2 separate regions of the Capra hircus genome follow, and region 1 is linked to region 2. A link is a contact called in public Hi-C data. All regions are on one chromosome and are shown on one strand. Each heading gives the region's core, a stretch centred on a gene start, on an enhancer-like site or on the middle of the called end of the contact. The rest is flanking DNA. Distances are from core to core; before and after follow the strand shown. Region 1 holds the start of LRRN4CL (LRRN4 C-terminal-like protein). Region 2 has its middle 57 kb from the start of ASRGL1.

Region 1 (5,971 bases), core at 1,511-4,010, 210 kb before region 2:
TTTTGGAGCCAAACAGACCAGGCTTCAAGTCCTCACTCAGAAACATACTAGCAGAGGGCCAACTTACTTAACCCCTTGAAGCAAATATAGTAGTAGTAACTCCCTCATAGCGAGACTGGTTTGGATTCCATGAGGAAATAGTGGGTGTTTAATAAATGCTGGACTCCGTTCTTAATTGTCAACAGAACCGTCTCATAAAGCAAATTCCTGAATGTCCACTTGCGAGAAGAAAGCCTCAGATGGTACACTGGTCTAGATTATAGCACCGTTCTGGGGAAAGGTAGATGACAGATGGGGTGGGGCTTCACCTGGGAGGCTTTCTTAGAAGAGGAGACTTGTATTGGAATAGAGACGTGGTTGGGAAGGGCAGGGCAGGGATGTCTTGAAACTTTCGCAATGATGGGATCGAGACTTGGGGCATGGTAGGAAGTGAGAGGGACTAGGAGACCTAAGGAAGAAGCTGCCTTCATGCCCTGCTCAGGGGTGGCTTTGAGGGTAGGCACCCATGCCCAGCCTCTACTCCCTGTTCAGGAGTGGTTTTGAGGGTGAGCGCCCGTCCCCAGCCTCCCTTCCCTGGCCCTGGCAGGTGATGCTACATTACCGCTCAAGCCTGCTCCAGATGCTCGACACACTGGTCTTCTCGAGCCTCCTGCTGTTTGGCTTTGCGGAGCAGAAGCAGCTCTTGGAGGTGGAGCTATACCCAGAATACAGAGAGAACTCGGTAAGGAGAGGAGAGGAGGACAGGAGACAGCCCTCCCCACAAACCCAGAATCTTCCCCGAGGAGCTCCCGGGCTTGGGCAGGAGGGACTGCGGTGGAGGCTGGCAGCGGGCCTCAGACTGGGCTGGCACGAGTGGCAGCAGGGTTCTGGCCTGATGTGCTGCCGCCCCTGCCCTCCTGCCCGCAGTATGTGCCAACCACCGGAGCCATTATCGAGATCCACAGCAAGCGCATCCAGATGTACGGAGCCTACCTCCGCATCCACGCCCACTTCACTGGGCTCAGGTGAGGCAGTGCCCACGTGGGCTGGGCAGCTCTCCTGGGGCTGTCCTTAAGAGGGTCCTAAGCAGAGGTGACAGATTTTACCTGGGCTACAGGTTTTCAGCCCTGGCTGGACAGGCTCCTATCAGGAGCCTGGGGAACTTTTAGAAAATTACCAATGCCTGGGCCCCGCCCTCAAGACTAGGATTTGTTACGGTCATATCTGGCTGCCAGACTTTTTAAAAAAATATTTATTTACTTGGCTGTGGCAGCTTTCAGTTGCAACTTGTGGGATCTCATTCCCTGACCAGGGATCAAACCCAGGCCCCCTGCTTTGGGAGTGGAGTATTAGTCATCGGACCTTAGATAGGGAAGTCCCCAGCCATGAGACTTTCTGAAAGCACCCCGGGGGAGACCATGTACAGTCAGAGTGGAGAAACATTCTCTTGAACCACTGGCTCAGTGCGCAGGAGGCAGAGGGTGGAGACCAGCTCTCGCCAAGCTCTGGTGAACTGCCCTAGAAATTACTTCTGAGAAATGAGAAGGCTGGCACTCCCTGGTAGCTGCTACTCCCCTCCTGCCTACTCCCTGCCTCAGGTACCTGCTGTACAACTTCCCGATGACCTGCGCCTTCGTTGGTGTCGCCAGCAACTTCACCTTCCTCAGCGTCATTGTGCTCTTCAGCTACATGCAGTGGGTGTGGGGGGGCATCTGGCCCCGACAGCGCCTCTCTTTGCAGGTCTCAAAGGACCCCTTCCTCTCCCCTTCATGGTTCTTCTTTGGGGAGTGGGCCGGGGCGTGTTGGGGGCTGGGGCAGAAGGGCCCAGTCATTCTGGTGAGGGAAGGCAGTCCTTGCTGCTCAGGAGTTTCCCCTCCACAGGTAAACATCCGAAACCGAAAACGTTCCCGCAAGGAAGTCCAGCGAAAGATCTCTGCCCATCAGCCAGGTAGAGGTGATGGCTGGGGGCTGGGTGAGGGGGGCCTCCTGCACCATCCAGAATGAAGCTTTAGGTGCTCGCCTACTAAGCTGAAGGTCAAGAGAAAGGTGGAATAGGGTGAAGTTGGCACTGCCATCCAGGCACAGCCACCCTAGTCCTGCCCTGTTCTCTACCCCCTTTGGAGGCACAGGGCCCCAAGGCCAGGAGGAGTCCCCCCAGCTGTCACCCGTTACAGAGGACGGTGAGAGCCACGCGAATCCCCCTGGGACAGGTACGGTGCAGCTGCCCGACCCCCTTCCTGACTACTCCTCAGTCCTCCCCTTTAGCCTCCTCCAGACTGACCTCTGCCTTCCCCACTGGGGCTGCAGAAGGCCAGCTGTCTGAGGAGGAGAAAACAGATCAACAGCCCCTGAGTGGCGAGGAGGAGCTGGAGCCCGAGGCCAGTGATGGTGAGGGACCCTGTGCGGTGGGAACAGGTGGCGGGGGGAGCATGTGAGCAGGGCGGAGGCCACCCTGGGTGGGGGCGGGGGTCCCTGGTCTGGAATTTCCCCTTTGGGATTTGGTTTTCTCTCCCCTGGCCCAGGTTCAGGCTCCTGGGAAGATGCAGCTCTGCTGACGGAGGCCAACCTGGCTGCCTCTGGCTCTGCCCCTGCCCCAGAGACCGTGGGCAGCTCGGAGCCCTCTGCGGGCTCTGTCCGACAGCGCCCCATCTGCTCCAGCTCCTGAAGCGAGTAGGGCCCGAGTCCCCACATTCTGGCCCTTTCCCACCTGCTCCCTTTCTCTCTCTGGGGCTCCCCCAATAATAAACTATTTTCATGCCAGCTGCCTCCCTGACTCTGAAGTGGATTCAGGGTCATTTAAAAACCTGGTGTTCCCCAGGCATTCCCCGCCCTGACCGGAGGAGGTTTTCTTGTCAGGGGCCACAGATACAGAAGACCTCCAGGCCCTGGACTATTTTAGGCACAGCTGTTTTCATTCATCAGCCTGGAAGTCAGGGAGTGAAAACCTGCCCACTCAGTCCTCTCCCTCTGGGGAGGGGGATAGCAGAGGGTGGGGCTGCAAAGCTGGAGTACATCATTCTGGCCTCCGCACCCCTCCCTTTCTCAGTCCATGGAGAGGCAGAAGACAGGAAATGACTGCCATGGATGTGGTATGATTTTTTACCAGAACAGCATTTCGTGGCCCAGACCCCATGCTGTCCGTAGCTGTTTTCCTCTCTGATACCAGCCAGGTGGCCCATCCCTTTTGCTCCCCTCCTCACCCCTTCACATGACTTCAGCCTTTGGATTCTCAGCCCTTGGCTGCTTTCCACATTCCGCTGCTCTTTCAGAACCCAGGCATCCCGACCTCCAGCTGAAACCGCTGCATGTGGCTTCCCCCACCCCTGGCCCCGTGACTCAGGCCTTCTGAAGGGACCAGCCCTCTTCTTGGCACTCACCAGGGAGGGGAGCAGGGGAAGGGGGGCCAGGTGGTGACATCACAGTCGAGGGGTATAAAAGCTTTGGGCCAAAACAGAATTGAAATTGAAGACACCGACAGAACGTGACCGCACAGCCTGTGTTCCAGGGGGACCTCTTAGGAGCCCCAGCTTGCTACTCGCCGCATCAAGGCCTACCTGCTGGTAAGGGGGTGCCTATGAGATAGACGTGTGGAGGGCAGGCAGGGACCAGGCCTTCGACAGGTGGGGAGGGAGGGCTCCAGGGCCTCTGTGTCCCCTCTCTTCTCCGTTCTATCTCCTTTCTGGCTCTCTGCATGTGTCGCTGACTAGCTGGTTGCTCTGGGTGGCAGCTGGTAACCATTCCACCTTCCTCACCCAGGCGGTGTAAATCATTTCCTCCTCTTCTCTGCCCCAGCTCCCCCCAGCACTGTTTATTCATTAACTGTTTCCAGCGCTTCACACGTTGCCGATCGCACCTCTCTCTGTCGGCCCAGACCATATTTCATTCTTTTCCCCAAAACCAAGCACATAAGCTGTTCAGAAGCTGGACGGACACATGGGTGTGTCACGGTCATTCCCACCTCTTGCTTGTTCTCCCGGTTCCCGGTCCTGTTTCCCTTTGCTTACAGGTTTTGGTGAGGGACGGGGCCCCTGCAGGGTCTGGGGGCTAAAGAGCCTTTACCCTTCTCTTCCAGATTCCATGCCGCGCTCTCCCTGCCTTCTGTGGCTCCTTGCTGTCACCTTCTCCCTGGTTCCCAGAACGCAGCCCTTGGTGGCCGGAGACTTGGAAGGAGACGAGCAAGATGAGACACCTTTGCCGGCCGTCCCCTGTGATTACGACCACTGCCGCCACCTGCAGGTGCCCTGCCAGGAGCTGCAGAGGGCCGGCCCGGCAGCCTGCCTGTGCCCCAGCCTCTCCAGCGCCCTGCAGCCACCGCACCCGCCACGCCTGGGGGAAGTGCGCGTGGAGGCCGAGACGGGCCGCGCCGAGGTGCACTGGTGCGCCCCCTCCTCCCCGGTCCACCAGTACTGGCTGCTGCTTTGGGAAGGCAGCGGGGCTCCACAGAGGGGGCCCAGCTTCAACTCGACGGTCCGCCGAGCGGAGCTGAAGGGCCTGAAGCCTGGGGTCGCATACGTTGTCTGCGTGGTGGCCGCCAACGACGCGGGAGAGAGCCGCGCTCCCGGGCCCGGGGCGGAGGGCCTCGACGGGGCGGAGGGCCCCAACTTAGGGCCCTGCGGCCGGCTGACCGTGCCGCCGCGGCCACTCACTCTGCTGCACGCGGCCGTGGGCGTGGGCTCGGCGCTGGCCCTGCTCAGCTGCTCCGCCCTGGTCTGGCACTTCTGCCTACGCCAGCGCTGGGGCTGCCCCCGCCGAGGCCGCCCCAGCCACGCAGGGCTTTGAGGCTGCCCAGTCTCCCCCTGGGGAGACGACGGCCCACGAAGGCCAGACCAAGGATGGCACAGAAGGCGGGGCGCTGGGCCCTTGCTGAGTGGGTTCATGCCCCAAACTTAACACTCTCCTCCGAAGCTGAGGTTTAGAAGGAGTAGAGAAAGCTGACAAGATCTTTTCTTAATGGACCAGATAGTAATTTAGGCTTTGTGGTTCCAGGGGATAAGATCACAGATATTGTGTAGGTACTTCCATAACCATGTAACCGTTTAAAAATGGTTCTTAGCTCGTGGGCCTCACAAATCAGTCCACAGCCGGGTTCCACGTGTGGGCGCCATCACTGTGGTGGCTTCCCGCAGGGTTTTGAGAATCAGCTGCTCTGGGAATGGGAGTTTGGGGCTAGAGACCACACCTCACCTGCTGCCTTTTGCTTAGATAGTGAGGGTGCACACCGAGTTACAATCCACTGTGTCTTAAGTCAGGTGGAACTAAGTGACTGACATGGGGTGGAGAAGAGGAGGATTGTCCAAGTGGCTGTCTGGGACAAGCTTGCTTATAAAAATATATTAATAACAAAGGATTTCCCCTCCCCCCATTTGTGTTTACTGTGTATTATCTGTGTTTGTTGTATAACATTAAAGGAAATGTAAAAGGAAGACATTTTCACTTGTCATGATCTTTTTTGTTTAAAGTTTTTATTTTGTATTAGAGTATAGCTACAGCCCATGGGGTCACAAAGAGCCGGACACGACTGAGGGACTACACTTTGGAAACAGCTATCATGATCTTTTTCAATTCCCTGTCCTTGGGACTTGCCTAGCAGCACAGTGGATAAGAATCTGCCTGGTAATGCAGGGGACATGGGTTTGAGCCCTGGTAAGATCCCGCATACTACAGAGCACCACACCCCACCACACACTGAAACTAGAGAAAGCCTGCGAGTAGCTTCAAGGACCCATAGCAGCCAGTACCCAGGCCCATTCATTGGGAAGGCAGAATCTTAGCCATGGGACCACCAGGGAAGTCCCTTGAGTTTATTTTTAAATTAACTGGATGTAGAAAAGTCTAAGTTGCTACAGAGTTTATTCCTCACTTTTACTGCTCTTAAATCTTTAAAAAATTATAACACATATTTCAAGTAAAACTTGATAAAAGGAGAGTTCTCCTCAAGAGGTAGTCACCTGCTGCAGAGCAAATCTTTCCCTAAGCAGTGGAAATATATTCT
Region 2 (5,873 bases), core at 2,185-4,684:
GGAGCCTGCACCACTGATCTGAAGGTGGGAGCAGGGGCCGGAAGCCGAGGAATGAAGGTGGCCTCTAGAAACTGAAAAAGGAAGGAAACACACTCTCCCCTGGGAGTCTCCGGAAGGAGCACAGCCTGCCAACACTTTGGGTTTTAGTCCAGTGAAATAATTTTGAATTTCTGACCTCCAGATCTGTAAGATAATACATTTGAGGATTAAAAACAAAACAAAACAAAACATTAAGGTTGTGGTAGTCATAGGAAACTAGTTCAGAGGTTATTTGTAATATCCCAGGCCACAGACAGCAAAGGCATGGCACTGGGATGGGAGTAGAGAAGGGGGCACATTCAAGGTAAACTGAGAAAGCGGTGGACTCAGAGACCTATGGATGCATATGGTCAGATTCTTCTTCTGGCCCCAGTGCCCTGAGGTCAGTCCTCATCTCCTCACTACCCATGAGACAAGAAGAGGGCCCGGGCTCTCTCCCTGGGAGCTGCTGACTGAGAGCATCTCCAACCTGTCCTAGGGCTGAAGGAGTATCCACATGAGTCCTCAGCGTCGTAAGAGGGAATTCTAAAGGACACTTTGAGCTGAATCCCTCGCAGACACTCAGGATGCTTGGGTGCTGCAGACACAGCTTCAGCTATTTTAGGCGTTAACTAGATTCTTCTCATGGGCTTGGAATCCATTCATTTGATGGGGGATAAGTCTGAGTTTCAAGGCCCTGGCTGACCCATTCTGATGCTAGCAACTGTGCATGCTTAGCTGAATCTATCTTCAGATTTATTTCTGCATATACTAAAGGCTCATAATTTGGGTTTGCTCATGGAAATATGTTGGGTGGCTAACTCTTAATGATTCATTCTCACATTGTGCCCATGTGCCCGCTGGTGTGTTCCGTAAGTGCCTGGGGAGGAACGCTCCCTAATTACACGCTGCAGAAGGCATTGTTTGTGTGGCCCTTTCATCACCAATTGATGTTTTCTTTATCATTTATCTGAAGCCACTCTGAACAACAACCACCCTATGGTGAATGACTACCCACAAAACCCCTGGCATGTGCAAACAGCTTGCTTGCATTAGCTATAAACTAGACATTATTTTATCCATATCATCTTGATAAAGTTGATGAGGGTTGGTTTTGGTTCCTCTTCCTGCTTCATGAATCATTTATAGATTTTCCTGCCAGGCTAACTTCAATCCACTCACGTGTTGAGGGTGTAAAACTGCAGCTTTCCTACAGATCCATCAGTTTAGGTTATATATTGACATAGCAAGGGCAAGTCCTTGGATTTTGCAGTGTTGCAATGATTCTGCAATGTTGATTCTGCAATGATGGCCAGGTTTAGTAATGACGACTCCTCTTCAGCTTCCTTTAAGAATAAATCTAACTGGGATTTATCTGGTGGTGCAGTAATTAAGATTCCACACTCCCAATGCTGGGGCAGGGGTTCGATACCTGGTCCAGAAACTAAGATCTTGCAAGTCACATGGGGTGGCCAAAAATTAAATAAATAGTCACTGTTCTTTTGGTTGCAGGTTGTGGGAGTAATATATTAAAAAAAAAAATTCTCCCAGATTCACAGTTTAGTTTATAACATGATCAAGAAATGGGGTCTTTCCTCTGAGCTCTTCAAAAGTATGAATGCTAAAAGTAATACAGTGCTAACAATACATTTCTTGCTTTTAACTTTTTTGGCTTTATTGAGATACATTTTACATTTCTTGTTAAAAAAATTTTTTTTTTACTGTTTTTAATTTAAAAAACCTATTTATTTATTTGGCCGCGAGAGATCTTAGCTGTAGTATGCACAATCTTTAGCTGTGGCATGTGGGATCTAGTTTCCTGACCAGGGATTGAACCTGGGTCCCCTGCGTTTGGAGGGTGGAGTGTTAGCCACTGTGATCACCAGAAAAGTCCCACATGTATTACATTGTCACTTTACATAGTTTGTGCATAATGCTTCTCAAACCCCGGAAGCTTCTATTCGTTACATTGGCCTCCTTGCGTTTTAGAGTTTAGTATTTTCACAGTGAAAAAGGCTGATCATATAATTATATATTTATATAACTAGGGCTGGACGCACTTCTCCTCATCCTCCTTCTTCAAACATAAAAATCCTTCTTAGCTTGAGGTCTGTTCAAAGATAAGCAATGGCCCCAGTGTGGTCAGGCAGAAAAGGAAAAAAAGACAAAAAAGAATCCCATGACATTCTTTCATTTCTCTAATTTTTTTCTGCTTTCCCCAAACATGAGTCACACAGATATGTGCTTTTTCTGTGGCTGTGATCAGTTCATCTTGCATTCTGCTCTTTTAAAACTGAATGTACTCTGTGTGCTGACAGCTCGCATTCTTGGGATCGCCTACATTTGCAGCTCCTCTGAGGTGGAGACTCTCCCTGCCATGTAATTGGACTTCCTTTTGTCCCTAGATACCTGCTGTATTTGCCCTAGGTAAATATTTCCCTAGTTCTGAATAGGTAATTAAAATTCTGAACCTTTTATGGCCCTGGATCCTTATCTGTTTGAACAACACTCACCTAGGTGGATGGCCAAGGTATGTGAGTTAAAGATGACCTGGATGCAAAGGAACCCGGGGGACTCAGCAGTGGGGGAGAGGGGAGGCAAGAGGCTCGCCACCCCCAAGGAGGCCCCACCCTCTACCAAGAATCTCTGCTGGAATTGTCAGTTCCCCTGACTGGCTCTGGAATTTTTACAATCACAGGCCCTCCTTTGTGGCAGATAGGGAGGGGTGAGATGGCTATAGTCCGGGGGTGTGTGTGTGTGTCTGCATAAGCCGGCACGTAGGTGCATATTTTGGGGGGGTAGGTGGACATTTTTCATCAGTGTCATTTCAGTTAATAGCTCAGGAAATTCCTGCCTTTGGGATCCTACTCTCTACTGTAGGGCAGGGGTTGGGGGTCTGGCTTTGAATCTGGATTGTGTGAGGAAGAAATAAGAAATTGCAGAAATGCTTGCCAGGGAGTAAGCAATCAATAAAATTAATTATTAGGTTACTTGAGATGTTAAAAAAGGTGGACGGAGGTCAGAGGACCCGCTCCGCTAGCGCCCGAGGCTCCTCTGTACCTTCCGGACCATCTCACGTTCTAGATTCTGCTGGACTGGCCCTCGCAATTGTTCGGGAAGGGAATTATTACTAATTCCAAAAGAGCTGACACATGCCTGGCAGGGTTCAGCGGGCAGCAGTTTTGTAAGACTGCCCCTGTTTTTCCTCAGAATTCTTATTAAGAAAAAAAAAAAAAAACCAACCCTGAAAAATCAAGTTAAAGCAATCACAGATGATACCAAAAAAAAAAAAAAAAAACAACAACCCAAACACCAAACCTAGAAAGGAACTGCACTTCATCATGCGTCCCGCGGATTGAGCCAGGCTGCGTGGAGCTGCAAGGCTCAGAAGCCCCGACCTGGACACCTTGGTCGACACTGCCCCCTAGTGGCCATGGTGGCGCCTGCTGCTGAAGGCGCGGAAGGCGCGTCCCCGAGGGACCACGTAGCTTCTTGGAAAAATCTGAACCGAAGAGGTTTCTCTCTGCAACCCTCTCGTTCTGTGACCTCTGCGGATGCCCTCTCCATTCCCGCTTTCCCTGTGCGCGTCCTCCCCTTTCATTCAGTATCTGGGGATGGTGTGGCCGGGTCAGGGACTGATTGCCCTGGGACAAGGGGTGTTTGGAGGGTGTTTATATCCACATGGGACCCACGTTTCGGATGAGTTCTAGTCTTTGCCTATTTTGCTCTAGGGCGATTTTTTTTTTCTTTTGGGGGGGCGCACCAGAGGGCATGTGGGATCTTAGTTTCCCGACCAGGAATGGAACCGGCGTCCCCCGCATTGGAGGCATCAAGTCTTTTTTTTTTAAATAAATAAATATTTATTTATTTTAATAAATATATTTATTTGGCTGTGCAGGTCTTAGTGGTGGCACGTGGGATCTTTGGTCCTTGCTATGGCGTGTGGAATCTTTTATCTGTGGCATGCAAACTTTTAGATGTGGCATGTGGGGGTCTAGACAGTTCCCTAACCAAGGATGGAACCCAGGCCACCTGCATTGGGAACTCAGAGTTTTAGCCATTGAACCACCAGGGAAGTCCTTAGGGTGAATTTTTACAGCAATTGTCAACAGTTTCCAGCAGTTAATGCTGTGTGGCCTGTGCAAAGGCCCTGAGGTAGGAACAGGCTTGGTGGCTTGTTCTTAAAAAAACAAAAAGAACTGCAGGCCAGCAGGGTGGACTGCAGAGAGGGAGTGAGCAGTGGGAAGGATGGGAGATGAGAACCCGTGATGGGTGCATTCTGGATTTGCAGTTGATGAGAAGAGTGTGGGGAAGCTTCCAAGAGCTGGACTTGATTGGAGTGGGGGAGAGGCTGTGAAAGGGGGTTTTCATTTGATAACTGGGTCTGTCCTTACTGTAGAGAGCAGACTGCAGGGCACTTGAGTGTGAGCTGGGAGGCAGTTAGGAGCCCTCCTCCCCCAGGTTGTGCAGGTGAGGGGGTGGGTGGGGCCCAGGGTGGCTCTGTAGGCAGGCAGGCGGTTCTCAGAGGTGTTTGCGGGTGACTTGCTTGGCTGGGCATGACAGTGCTGGAGAGGGACGGGTCGAGACTGCCCCTTGGCTTCAGGCCAGAGCAGCTGGGAGGCTAAAGATGGAATTTACAGAGGCTGGAAAGAGAGAGGAGGGAGGGGGGAATCAGATTTCTCTTGGACAAGAGGAGACTGAGATATTGGGTGGATGGTAGGACATAAGGGGAGGAGGTCTGGCCTGTTTGCTGGCAGGTGAGAGATACCTAGAGCTAAGGTTCTTCAGAAGGTTCTGCATTTTCTCCTGGGGCCCAAGGGCAGGGCTCCAGGGTGCCACAGGGAGGGCAAGGGTGCGGGAAGGAGCCTGGGCAGCCTTCCCATGGTCCCCTCCGTGCCCCTGCCTGATCGTCCTCCTGTTTCCCCTCTGCCTCTGGCTGCCTCCCCCATCTCCTCCAGTCCCTCCTGTCTCTGCTCAGACCTTGAGCCAGGGGTTCCTGGGCTGGCCTGTCCACGCTACTCTTTTTTTTTTTTTAATATTTATTTGGCTGCCTCAGATCTTAGTTGCTCTGCAGCCTTTGAGATCTTGGTTCCCTGACCAGGGATGGACCCTGCATCCCCTGCTTTGCGAGGCAGATTCTTAACCACTGGACCACCAGGAAATCCCATGTCCATGCCCCTCTTGCTTACGTCACTCCCTTTTTTTCTTTTTTCCAAACGAATTTTACCTGTGTATTTATTTTTGTCTGCGCTAGATCTTCTTTGCTGCGAGGGTTTGCCTCTAGCCGTGGAGCTTGGAATTCTCGTTGCAGTGGCTCCTCTTGTTACAGAGTGCAGGCTCTAGGGCACGTGGGCTTGGTAGTTGTGGCTCCTGGGCTCTAGAGCGCGCGTTCAACATTTGGGGTGCATGGGCTTAGTTACCTTGCAGCATGTGGGATCTTTCGGGATCAGGGGTTGAACCCGTGTCTCCTGCATTGACAGGCAGATTCTTTACCACTGAGCCACCAGGGGAGCCTCCTCCCTTCATTTCTTTCATGCTTTTAGCACGGGTTTACCTATCTGTCTGTCTGCTTCTTAACTGTTGATTTTTGGGGGGCTGGCGATCTTCCCCATCAGGTCACTAGCTCCCTGTGACCAGAGGCCGCCGTCGTCTTCACTCTGCTCTACTTGGGCCTCAGTGCGCTTGTGCACTGAGAAATCGCTTCATGCATATTTGCTGGGTTGTGAAATCTGCTCCTGGCTTCCTCAGAGCCCCGAGCGCCACCATGAACACGTGGCAAGTGCCAGTAAATACCTGGGGATTGATTTCATGCAAGAAGGAAGGGGGTGGCCGATTCACTTTTTGAGTGAAAGTTG

The links. Hi-C and Micro-C count contacts between places; a contact is called where the count stands out from the background.
Region 1: a Hi-C map of blood shows a contact between it and region 2, with 2.3 times the contacts expected there. The contact joins the promoter of LRRN4CL here to the enhancer-like site in region 2. A contact is called at or near these places in 2 of 5 Hi-C or Micro-C datasets (both in blood).

Annotation. Positions count from the first base shown.
Region 1 is chr29:41,344,233-41,350,203 of ARS1.2, reverse strand. It overlaps LRRN4CL (LRRN4 C-terminal-like protein), which reads left to right and starts at 2,760. Exons shown (of 2, transcript XM_018042989.1): 1 at 2,760-3,539; 2 at 4,052-5,404. The coding sequence starts at 4,057. The coding sequence ends at 4,758. It overlaps BSCL2 (seipin), which reads left to right. Exons shown (of 12, transcript XM_018042984.1): 6 at 587-721; 7 at 907-1,004; 8 at 1,578-1,719; 9 at 1,861-1,927; 10 at 2,100-2,189; 11 at 2,287-2,367; 12 at 2,502-2,744. The coding sequence ends at 2,644.
Region 2 is chr29:41,134,387-41,140,259 of ARS1.2, reverse strand. No RefSeq gene overlaps it. Among named protein-coding and RNA genes, the nearest start is that of ASRGL1, 57 kb to the right of the region's middle. Within about 2 kb of position 3,434, at least 4 of the 5 cell types and tissues checked have an H3K27ac peak or open chromatin away from gene starts, as enhancers often do.